Linked DNA regions of Sus scrofa: region 1 is linked to region 2. Evidence: chromatin contacts called from public HiChIP or PLAC-seq data. All regions are on one chromosome and are shown on one strand. The core of a region is the stretch at or near the end of the contact, and the rest is flanking DNA. Distances in the headings are between cores, read along the strand shown.

Evidence for each region. HiChIP or PLAC-seq counts read pairs in DNA pulled down with a chosen protein or histone mark.
Region 1: an H3K27ac HiChIP or PLAC-seq map of alveolar macrophages shows a contact between it and region 2. The contact joins two enhancer-like sites. A contact is called at or near these places in 13 of 47 Hi-C or Micro-C datasets (adipose tissue, blood, embryonic fibroblasts and 6 more) and 2 of 2 datasets of contacts at active chromatin or transcription factors (alveolar macrophages and skeletal muscle).

What each region holds. Positions count from the first base shown.
Region 1 is chr8:76,501,925-76,504,624 of Sscrofa11.1, reverse strand. The region is part of intron 1 of FBXW7 (F-box/WD repeat-containing protein 7); the gene reads right to left. Among named protein-coding and RNA genes, the nearest start is that of FBXW7, 21 kb to the right of the region's middle. Within about 2 kb of position 1,289, at least 1 of the 83 cell types and tissues checked has an H3K27ac peak or open chromatin away from gene starts, as enhancers often do. A contact at or near this core is called in alveolar macrophages, where this site is marked.
Region 2 is chr8:76,385,854-76,388,553 of Sscrofa11.1, reverse strand. All of the region lies in intron 6 of TMEM154 (transmembrane protein 154), which reads right to left. It overlaps LOC110262137, which reads left to right. Exons shown (of 7, transcript XR_002346729.1): 6 at 944-1,050. Among named protein-coding and RNA genes, the nearest start is that of TMEM154, 32 kb to the right of the region's middle. Within about 2 kb of position 1,358, at least 11 of the 83 cell types and tissues checked have an H3K27ac peak or open chromatin away from gene starts, as enhancers often do. A contact at or near this core is called in alveolar macrophages, where this site is marked.

The DNA of each region.
Region 1 (2,700 bases), core at 40-2,539, 120 kb before region 2:
CAAAAAATCCATACAAAGTTTCCTTTTTCCCGTTTATATTTCCTTATCTCTTTTTCTAAGTATAGGTAATCAAAATTCAAGTGGATATACCTTTTAACCCAGTAATTTCACGTTGGAGAAAATACCTTGGCAAGAAAAAAAAATGAGAAAGGTTTCAATACTATTATGAAAAGATTTCCAAGATATACTGTGAATAATTTTTTAAAGTCTCTATACTATGCTCTTTTCTATAAAATGGAGAAAATACCACTATCCATTTATATTTGTGTGTGTGTGCATATGCACACACATGCACATAAAGACATTCTGGAAATTATTTTTAGTAGATTAAAAATATTTCATTTTTACTATTTCAGACATGTCAAAAGAAGAAAGACTGACTCTATCCAGTTAAGAAAAAAAAAGACTGTGGCCCCAGAAAAAAATAAATTGCTAATAGTGTTAACCAGAAAATGAATGATTTGAATGAGTTCCATGTATCAAAGGCTGACTCAAATCAGGTGATTTTTTTCTCCACATTTTATGAAAATGAATAGGTTTCTGTTTGACAGTACAGACAAATCCAAGGGAATAAAAGTATTTGTTTTACTGCAATCTTTCTCTTTATTCTGCTCTAACAGTTGCCTTTCTAAACTCTCCAAATTTCCAATCTACCTATCTATCTATCCCTTGGGTTTATCAATGAAGTCTTCATTCTTAAAATTTGGTTCATTTTTAAATTAACTACAATTGATCAATTTGTATATATTGTCTACATAATCTATCATTCATTTGTAGCACATATTTCAGAAATGTTAAAGCACAACACAACGGAAAAGAAGAGTAGAAAGGAAAGCAGTCTGAGGGTAAACTTTGTAAGAGTTTTAATGCAAATTAAGTACCTTCAATTACGTTTTATAAGCAACAGGGAGCCACTCAAAGTATGAACAAAAACAAGGGATGATGTGAAGAAAGTAATGGACTTGGAATGAATGCAATCTCAAAAACTGGGAGGTTAGTCATAATAGCTAAAAATTGGAAACAAGCCAATTGTCCATCACCCGAAGAATAAATAAACAAAATGAGGTACTTCTATACAATGGAATATTACGCAACCATAAAAAAGAATTGAGTATTGAGACATGATACAAGACAGAAGAACCTTGAACATTTTGCTAAGTGAAATAAGCCAAACACAAAAGGGCATATATGCATGATTCCATTTATATGAAATGTCCAAAACAGGCAAATCCACAGAAACAGAAAGTCGATTCATGGTTGCCCAGGGAACTGTGGAAAGGGGAAGTGGGAAAGGACTGCTAATGGGCATCGGGTTTCTTTCTGAGGTGACGAGTATGCTATAGCATTAAATAGTAGTGACAGGCGCAAAAACTTCATAAATATACTAAAAACTATCAAACCGTATACTTCAAAAGGGTAGATTTTCTGGTATGTGAATTATATCTCAATAACAAAAAAAGCTGTGTGTGTGTAAAAGACTACAAGCAGGAAAAACACAAAGCAACTATACTGGCTTAGCAATGATACATAAAAGCCATCAGAGTTCCTACTGTTAACCCAAACTAGGAAGCACCATTCAGATAACTGTGTCCAGAGTACCACTCAAAAAGACCCTATAGCAGGATACAGCCTGGGACTCTAACTGAATACATTTAAGCTAAGAGGCAAAAAAGATGTCAATAGTTCTTGATCGATGTCTGAATGTGAAGAGGAATTAAGACAAAAAAGGAATCCGTTTTCTTTCCGATTTAAAATGAAACATTTACAAAGAGAAAATTCAACAAAAGTTTAACACTTATTATCTTCAGATTAAGGGGGAAATGCAATCTACAGAATCTTATCCAGACTTGCCCATTTTCAACAATGAGATTACCTGTATAAAGAAAAGGTATAGGAGTTCCCATCGTGGCACAGTGGTTAACGAATCCGACTAGGAACCATGAGGTTGCGGGTTTGGTCCCTTCCCTTGCTCAGTGGGTTAACGATCCGGCGTTGCCGTGAGCTGTGGTGTAGGTTGCAGACGCGGCTCAGATCCTGCGTTGCTGTGGCTCTGGCATAGGCTGGTGGCTAAAACTCTGATTTGACCCCTAGCCTGGGAACCTCCATATGCTGCGGGAGCGGCCCAAGAAATGGCAAAGAGACAAAAAAAAAAAAAAAAAAAAAAGAAGAAGAAGAAAAGGTATAAAAATGTACTTGCATTTACAAACAAAAAACTCTGTATCTCAACCACAGAAAACCATTCTGAAACACTCAAACCCTAATCTGAGAGTCAATCATTGTTAAAGCCAATTACTTGCTGAGTCCACATGCAATTATCTCTGACAGAAAAGAAAAAGTTTATAACCCATACCTGCACTGCCCAATATGCTAGCCCCTGCTAGTGAGCACCTGAAATGAGATATGGTGTAATTACAAAACACACACCAGATCTCAGTTAATAGGAGCTAAAATATTTCATTAGTAAGTTTTCATGGTTTTCATACTGATTTCACGTTGAAGTGATACTATTTTTGATAAATTACATTAAATAAAATATATTATTAAAAGTAATGTCACCTGGGAGTTCCCTTGTGGTGCATTAGGTCCAGCGTTGTCACTGAAGTGGCTTTGTTTTTCTTCTTTAGGACACACCCGTGGCATATGGAAGTTCCTAGGCTGGGGTCTAATCAGAGCTGCAGCTGCCAGCCTACACCACAAGCC
Region 2 (2,700 bases), core at 109-2,608:
CAAAACAGTTCACACAAAACTGCTGTTTTCTTGCAATTCATGTCTGCACTGAATGACAGATACATCGGTCACCTCTATAGATCAGCCTCATGGGGGCTGGCTTTCTTGCTGCTGAGTGTTCTTAAAAATCTCTGACTTGTCTTTTCATTTATGGAATATCTCTTTTCTTTGAACGAATTAATAAAAGAAAATGAACATGCAATTTAAAAAGAGACTCTTCTCTAGATTGAGCTTCATCATAAACTTGCTGTACTGGAGTTCCCATTGTGGCTCAGTAGTAATGAATCCAGCTAGTATCTGAGAGGACATGGGTTCGATACCTGGCCTCCCTCAGTGGTTAAGGATCCGGAGTTGCCATGAATTGTGGTGTAGGTTGCAGACGCAGCTTGGATCGCTTCTTGCTGTGGCTGTGGTGTAGGCCAGCAGCTGTAGCTCCGATTCGACCTCTGGCCTGGGAACTTCCACATGCTGCAGGTGTGGCCCTTTAATAAACAGACACATACATGCACACGAAAACTAACGTAGCATAAAGCAACTTTCTGAATAGGTGAAGGCCTTTTGCCTTATAGGCAGAAATAGGCCAGCCCTTGTTTTAAAGCCCAGCCTCTTGGTATTTTAAAAATATGATTTCTAAGACTCTTTTACCACCATACAATTCTCCAAGGTTAAGTTTCTTCTATGTTGCCAGTAATTTCAAAGAACGAGAGGCAGTGATATAAAAACCACTGACATTTCACATCTTTTGAGGGTGCCTGTCAGAGATACAGTAATAAGATATTTATAAGGTTTGGCTGGGCATCTGAGCCCTACACTGAACACACGTAGTGATTCGTTTTTAGGTAGAAGTGCAAGGAAAATATTCCTTTGTCATGTCCTTCACGATGCTCCACCAGCATTTTTTTCTTTGATCCGTTTGTTCACATCTGATTTCTCATTTAAATAGGCTCGACTCTTTTCTGAACCAGTGATGAGTTTTAACATGCAAATACCTGCAGAGATAACCACGACGGACATCTATAATAAGATGTAGATTTCTGCATTGGAGAGGAGGTAAGATTGTAGTGGCCTGACTTTTGGGGTACAGTTTAGGGGAGGAAGCAGAACAAGGGCCCCCATCATTGTTCCTGCAATGCTTGGGCTTCAGGAACTGCTTATGACAAGTGACTGCACTCTGGACGTATTTAAGGTGACAGGCACACAATCTTTGGTTGACACGGAGGGAGAGAAGGTGGAGAGTATTTATTTATCCTGCTGTGAAAGTTTATTCTGTTTATTCTGACAGCACGTCATACCTCAGTTACAGGCTCAGTCAAGTTCCCTGCTCGCTGGTCATCTCTGAGTCACCCTGACAACAATTCAGTGCCCCCACCTCCAATCTCAGCAGTGTTCTGTGGAATAAGCCTTCCACTTGCTGAATCATCACTCCTATTTCCTGCCAACACATCCCACGTCCTGACCAAAGGATCCTCTGATCAAAAACACCCAAACAGGAGTTCCCTTTGTGGCTGGGCAGTAACGAGCCCAACTAGTATTCATGAGGACGTAGGTTCAATCCCTGGCCTCCCTCGGTGGGTTAAGGATCTGGCATTGCCATGAGCTGTGGTGTAGGTCACAGACGGGGCTCGATTCAGTGCTCCTGTGGCTATGATATAGGCCAGCAGCTGCAGCTCCTATTTGACCCCTAGCCTGGGAAGTTCCATATGCCACGGTGTGGCCCTAAAAAAAAAAAAAAAAGAAAAGAGAAAAACCCAAACATGGTAATTTCTATCCTCCCAAAAGATAAAGTTGAAACAAGATCTCAAAATGCTAAAGCAGGCCCAGTGCACTAAAATCCTCTATCGAGCAGGGCCACCTAGTGGTAGAATGGAATACGAGGTTTTAAATTCTCATTTAATTTCTCTACTTTAAGAATCCAATCCAGGTGAAGTTATCTTCTGGATTTTTTGTTTGTCCGTTTGTTTTTTGTTTGTCTTCTTTTAGACCCACACTCAAGGCATATGTCAATTTCCAGGCTAGTGGTGGAATTGGAGCTGTAGCTGCTGGCCTACACCACAGCCACTGCAACACCAGATCCTTTACCCACTGAGTGACGCCAGGGATTGAACCTGAGTCCTCATGGATACTAGTTGGGTTTGTTACCGCGGAGCCACAGTGGGAGCTCCCATCCTTCATTTTTCTCATTTGTGTTGAGTTACCCCTTTGGGATCATCACCTCCACCTGTTTTCCTTACCAAGCATTTATTCATCCAATGTAAACAAACCTAGGGTTTGTTATAATCAGAAAGCTTTATGACTAATACAGAAGCCGACTCAACAGTGTCTCTTTAGAAGGGTAAGAAAATGTCGGTACTAATTTCCTTCTAAAGATAAAGAGTCACTGGGATATTTACTTTGTTCCTTTCTATTTTCTGTAACTCATACTCCCATTTCTCCACACCAATATTCACCCATGTAAACTGTCACATAAAATCCATCAGTAGAGGAGTTCCTGTCGTGGCCCAGTGGTTAATGAATCCGACTGGGAACCGTGAGGTTGCGGGTTCGATCCCTGGCCTCACTCAGTGGGTAAAGGATCCTGCGTTGCCCTGAGCAGTGGTGTGGGTCGCAGACGAGGCTTGGATCCCGTGTTGCTGTGGCTCTGGCGTAGGCCCGTGGCTCCAGCTCCGATTAGACCCCTAGCCTGGGAACCTCCATATGCTG